Regions from separate parts of the Anser cygnoides genome. Here region 2 is linked to region 1. A link is a contact called in public Hi-C data. All regions are on one chromosome and are shown on one strand. Each heading gives the region's core, a stretch centred on a gene start, on an enhancer-like site or on the middle of the called end of the contact. The rest is flanking DNA. Distances are from core to core; before and after follow the strand shown.

Region 1 (2,840 bases), core at 328-2,827:
TTTGCCCATGACAATAGTTGTTGAGTGATCTCCCTGTCCTTATCTCAACCCTTGAGCCCTTCTTATTGTATTTTCTCCCCCTTTCTCTTTGAGGAGGGGGAGTGAGAGAGCGGCTGTGGTGGACAACCCTTGGTTGACCTGTGGAACCTGCCACCACAGGCAGTTGTGAATGCTGAAGGCCTACCGAGGTTTAAGGGAAGATGGCCAAGTGCCTGACAGAGAAACCCAGCAAAGGTTATTAAGTGAGTAGAAACTACATTTGTCACAGGAAACCTCTGAGTTTAAAATATTGGTGGTAGGGAAAGTGCTCAAGGGGACTACTTGATATAGGGCTTGATCTTGCCCTATACTAATGCTCTTGCAGAGCCTTTTGGTCTAGCAAAGCCTTTGGCCTGACCCAGTGTGAAAGTGATTATGTTCAAGAAATTGCTTGTAAAACATAACTACCAGGTAATATTAATTTCTTTCTTCCCTTGTCAACTGAACTGGGAACCCTTCAGCTCATTTTCTCAGGTGCATAAATAATTAGTATTACACTTTTAAGTCGTACACACAAGCAGCAACAAAAGCAGACCTGCAAAAAAAATAACATTTTGAAGAAATCAACCCGAAGATTTGAAATAAAACTTTAGGCTGCAGTTCCTGGCCAATGCCTCATTTCCAACCTATGTATACAATTAGTTCCACTAAATTTCAAAAGTTAAGTCTTTGAAAGGAAGGATATTCTTATGATTACGACAACAAAATAGTACTCTGGAGATCTCAACTTGATCTCTAGCAATGCCACAAATTTCCTGCAGGTTTTGGCAAATCAAGAGGGCCATCGTCTAGTGTGAGCTGATTTCAGCAGATGAACTCACCGAATTGACTCTGGTTAAGCTCTTGCAAAAGTCTTTAATGAGTGAATTTCGTGTGGTGCACCTGCACAGCACGGGAAGAACTTTGTTGTAGGGCAGGGGGCCGTGGGACACTAGCTGGGACTCCTGGTCCCTCCAGGGGGGCTGCAGTGGTACAGGGCCCATGGACCCACAACCAAAGGTCTCTGCCTCGGCAGGGGTGAAGAAAAAGGCACCAAAGCTCAGCCCCCGCGCTGGGTTTTCTGCCCGTCTACAACCACACAGGCTCCGGGAGCCTGGGCAGGGGAAGACAGAGACATTAGAAAGAGTGGAACGAAGACTGGGGAGAAGAGGAGGGAGGTGCTGGGGGGGCTGGGGCCCTGAGGAGACGGGCTGGGGCCCTGAGGAGCGGACCCAGCAGGGCCCGGGCGGGGAAGGCGCCGCGGGACCCTGAGGGGAAGGGCGGGGAGGCCCGGCCCGGCCCGGCCCGCGGGGCGCTTGAGGAGCCGGCGGCCGCTGCCGCCTCCCCCGCGGCCCCGGCCCCAGCCCCAGGCGGGATCACCCCGTCTCTCCGCGGCGATGCGCCTCCCCGCCCCGTGCCTTCATCCCACCCCATCCCACCCGAGGGGATCTCCCCTCAGCCCTCCCCTTCTCTCCCTGCCGTCCTCCTCCCTTGCTCCTTTTTTTTTTTCTTTTTTCTTTTTTTTTTTTTCCCTTTTTCCATCCCCTCCCCCGCCCGGGAAGACCCGGCAGCTCCCCCCCGCCCCGTCCTCAGTAGCCGCGGGTGCTCGGCGGCGGCGGGTGCCGGGGCCGGGGCCGGGGCCGGGGGCGGCGGGGCAGGGCAGGGGGTCTCCCACGACGTGGAGGTGGCCGCTTCCCCTCCCCTGGGCTCCATCGGGGCCAGGTACGGCCGCGGGGGGAGGCTGCCCGCACCTGGCCGGGGCGGCGGCGGCCGGGGAGCGGGGCAGGAGGAGGGCTGGGGGCGGCCGCGTCCTTGCCACCGGGCAAAATTGGGGGGCTGAGGGGTGTCGGTGCCCTGGGCTTGTGCAGGATTTGGTGTAAAGCCCCTGCCGCGTTAGCCTGAGGGATGCAGTTTTGATAGGACTGAAAAGCGACACGTTGCTCTGACCCCCCCTCCCGCCCCCCCTTTTTTTTTTTTCTTCTTTTTTTTTAAGCACGGGCGACTAGCAGGACAGACGAGAGGGGCACATTTATTCCTCTTTCAGGGTTTTTGTCTCCGTGCAGCTTCGGCTGTAGGCACGGAGGGAGCCTCTTCGCATTTCAAAACAACCTCTCCTTTAATTCTGATTCACCCCCGCAGTATTTGTGCTACCATTCCTGCTCTCTTTTTTGGAATTGACACTAATTTTATCCAGATTCGTCACCGCTGGAAGCAGATTTATCTCGGAATCGCAAGAGAGCTGTGCCAAGGTATTTAACTTTCAGGCTCGGGAGAGAGGGAACTCCTTTGGATCAGCCACAGAAAGGCAGAGCCTCCCGCGGTCACGCCTGAACGCAGGACCAGAGGATGGCTAAGGAGCTTTAGCGAGTGGAAGCCTTCCTCTCCAAATCCTCGGCTTCTCCCAGGAAAACGCCGGACTTCCAAGCGCTTGATGCACACAAACGGTGAGCAGAAGCGGAGCGGGCGATGAAAAAGCAAAGACCCAACGACCCCCTCTTTTTTTCCCCCCTCAACCTCTGTTTCCCTGCTGATGTCCCCCCAGGGCATCAGGCTCGGGCAGAGCAGCCGGGGCCGGGGACCCAGGGCAGGTTCAGCCTCGGGAGCCGCTCCCCTTGTCCCGGACCGCAGCGGGCTGGGGCTGTGGGGTTGGGGGATCGCCCCTTTGCGGCCCCTTCCCCAAACCTGGCAGGGGAGGAGAAAGGCGCAGCCCCGGGCAGAGTGGAGCGGAGGCTGCCTGGTGGCCAGCCCCGGGGCTGGGAGAGGCTCCCGGAGAGGGCTGAGCAGGGTTTGCGAAAGTTGCAAAGCGCTCGTCCTCCGCCGCT
Region 2 (2,983 bases), core at 228-2,727, 80 kb before region 1:
TTTTATATGTTCAAAGAAAGGATTATTAAAATATTCATTAAAATATGGCACACGTGAATTTTCAAGTGTTTAAAGCTACATTTAAGAGTATAATGATCTGCAAATCCCTTTGAGATATTTCATATTATTTGCATTAAAAAAATACCCTACGAGCAGATAAAATTGCAGTTTTACAAGCTTTCCCCCTCTACTTTGCACTTCAGAGAAAAAAAGATAAATACTCTAAATCCTTCATATCTAACACCTGTTTAAAGGCACAACGCTCCAAGAAACAGAATAATTACTCTGGGTATGCACTAAGTAATAAACTAATTCTGCTAAAAATAAATGTGGTTCATGGCAAGGCATTTGGGTCTGATCATCATATAGGGCTGAAGATGTTCCTGCTAGCTTGTTTCACCATTCTTGTCATGAGTGCCAGAAAACGTTACAAGCACAGGCAACTACTGCAGATACCCGAGTCAACTCCTCCAAACAGAGGTTGAGGCCAGACTGGTTGCAAAGTGTCCTTGTAGCTAAGGAAAGGGAAAAAATCTTTCTAATGCTGCAAATTCAAGCAAGCTTTCTGTCATCAGGGATCTTCTTTTAGACCTCCAGGAAAAAAAAATACCCTTGCTAAATATCTATTTACATTCACTTTGAGATCTACATTTCTTTTTAGGAATTGTTGTTAAAAATACATGCAAAAAAAGGGCTTCGATAGCTGTATCCAATTTTGATAAAGAAAATTCAGAATTATTAAAATTTTAGTGAATAAAAATAATCCTTCCAAACAGTTTTAAAGAAGGCAAGCTGCTAAGAGGAAAGGATACACTCACCAGCAGAAAGTTACCGCAGCTTGAAGATGTGCAGCATGGAGCTCAGACATGAATGCTGACCGTGAAAATACAAACTTTGGGTCACGGCCCTCAGACAACCCAGACAGAAAAAAGCTCAATGAATTTTCAGAAACAAAGATCTGTAGGCATTTGTAATGCAGGCAGTACCTAAGCTAGTATTAGACTACAGGTAGGAAAGGCACTAACAAAACAGGACTGCTATCTTTCAAACAAGTGCATCTATCTTCTCCCAAAACTATGCACAGATCCCTACCATGACATTTAGTCAGGCACACACAGACCTACTTTCTGACAGCTGGCATTCATAATTTCTAAGTTGTTTTTCAAGGGTCTTAACAGACCCAATACAGCATATTGCACCTATAATTTCTTAAGGATTTAAGGAAAGCTGGGGACCTGAAGTACATTCACATTCCAATTCTATGTCCCCAGGATTTTCAAAAGCAAACTTAAAAAATCATGTCACCAAGGGAAACTGAAACGAAAGTCACAAACAGCTTCCAGCAACTAAAGCACGTAAAAATACAGTAGCTAATAAACACACCCAGGGACTTATGACTCAAAACAAATACAGATGGCCAGAAGGAGATCAGACTCCTCTTGGCAAACTCGTCATGGGAATGTGTGGGCAGCTTGGCAGGGAGCTGATAATGGTGATTGCATACGAGCATGATTCAGCCCAACACATTAGAAATGACACATCATGGCATTCTTACTTCGGCAATCTTCCATTAATCTATTGTAAACAATTACCTGAAAGTAAGGAAGCAAAACTATTTTAAGAAAGTTTGTGTGTACTTGTTTTATTATACACATATATACGCAGTTAACATCTTTTTGCATTGCATAATCTCTCCTCACCATAAGTTTGAGATGGCTGCGTTAACACAAACAGCAGACTGTAATAAGCTAAGCAGTAAAACAAGTCATCAAGTCAATACTATATAAAATATACATACCCTGCTGTGGTGCAATATAGGATGGGACTGAGTTAGACACTAAATTTAGATGTTCATATGCAAGCGAGGTACCTATCCCCTCATTATGTGAATAGGACATATAGCATTGGTTAAAGAATGATCCAGCTCACCCTAGAATAGACACCTTGCAGTCAGTAATCCAAATTGCCCCCTAAGCTTCTCTGACTGTACTGGCTACAGTCTGAATTCAGATATGCACACATAAGCACCTACCATCGTCTAGGAGGCTCTGACATACTGGAGAAATCAACACAGGGTAACTCATTATGGCAATGATATCAGCTATATATCAGCTGCATAGGAGACTTGGCAGACTTGTACAGCAACAGGTAAAAGCCAGACACAAGACCAGGAATAACACTCCTGGATATCTCAAGTGGAACTAGTTGCCTCCATGTGGGCCACTACACCAAGCCCCAAATATCCTTTTGACTCCTCAGTCCATGTGTTGCACTAAAATCGCCTTACTCTAAATCCTTCGTTTTATTATAGGAACTTTTAAACTCAAAGAAACACAAAATTTGCTAGGGCTGTATTTGTATGCTTTCAACCAGAGCTGGGTGCCCTAAAAGCAGATTTCATGAAATTTTAAAGCCAGAAGCTCATTTACAAAAGACAACAGACAAGGGAACATAACCCTTCAGCTCCCCACCTCCCAAACCCATAGACCTGCACAACACCTACAGCACCTGCAACTGAGATAATTAAGATGCTAAGGGACAGTTGTGTTAGAGTAAGATCTGCGGAGATACCTACCCTATTGCTTTTGATGTCAGAATACCAATGCTGCAGTTTAGCACACTGCTACACAGTAATCACATTTCAGCACAAACAACTTTTTTTTTTTTTTTTTGGTGTCCTTGGCTATTTCTGAGCCACTTTTGTTAGTTTAAAACTAACTTGAGTATATCTACCCTCAAAGATGGATCAATGCCTTGTTAGAAAAGCTCTGCATATGGGAACCATTCTGGAAAGAGAAAACAGCACCTTGTAACATCACCTGCAAACTTGTTGAGCGTGTTCTTACCACAGATGTCAATTTTCAACACAGTTTACCTACACTACAGATTATAAACACTGGTTGTAGGCAACTTCAGAGCTCTGATCCCCTCGGTATAAATTAATCTTCTTAATTACTACTTTTGTCAATACTATCTTCTACAG

Evidence for each region. A called contact is a pair of places that touch in the nucleus more often than the background predicts.
Region 2: a Hi-C map of liver shows a contact between it and region 1, with 5 times the contacts expected there. The contact joins the enhancer-like site here to the promoter of PRSS35 in region 1. A contact is called at or near these places in 4 of 7 Hi-C or Micro-C datasets (granulosa cells and liver).

The regions. Positions count from the first base shown.
Region 1 is chr3:85,318,164-85,321,003 of Taihu_goose_T2T_genome, reverse strand. It overlaps PRSS35 (serine protease 35), which reads left to right and starts at 1,577. Exons shown (of 3, transcript XM_048079860.2): 1 at 1,577-1,740; 2 at 2,213-2,462.
Region 2 is chr3:85,397,530-85,400,512 of Taihu_goose_T2T_genome, reverse strand. All of the region lies in intron 1 of ME1 (malic enzyme 1), which reads right to left. Among named protein-coding and RNA genes, the nearest start is that of ME1, 40 kb to the right of the region's middle. Within about 2 kb of position 1,477, at least 1 of the 3 cell types and tissues checked has open chromatin away from gene starts, as enhancers often do.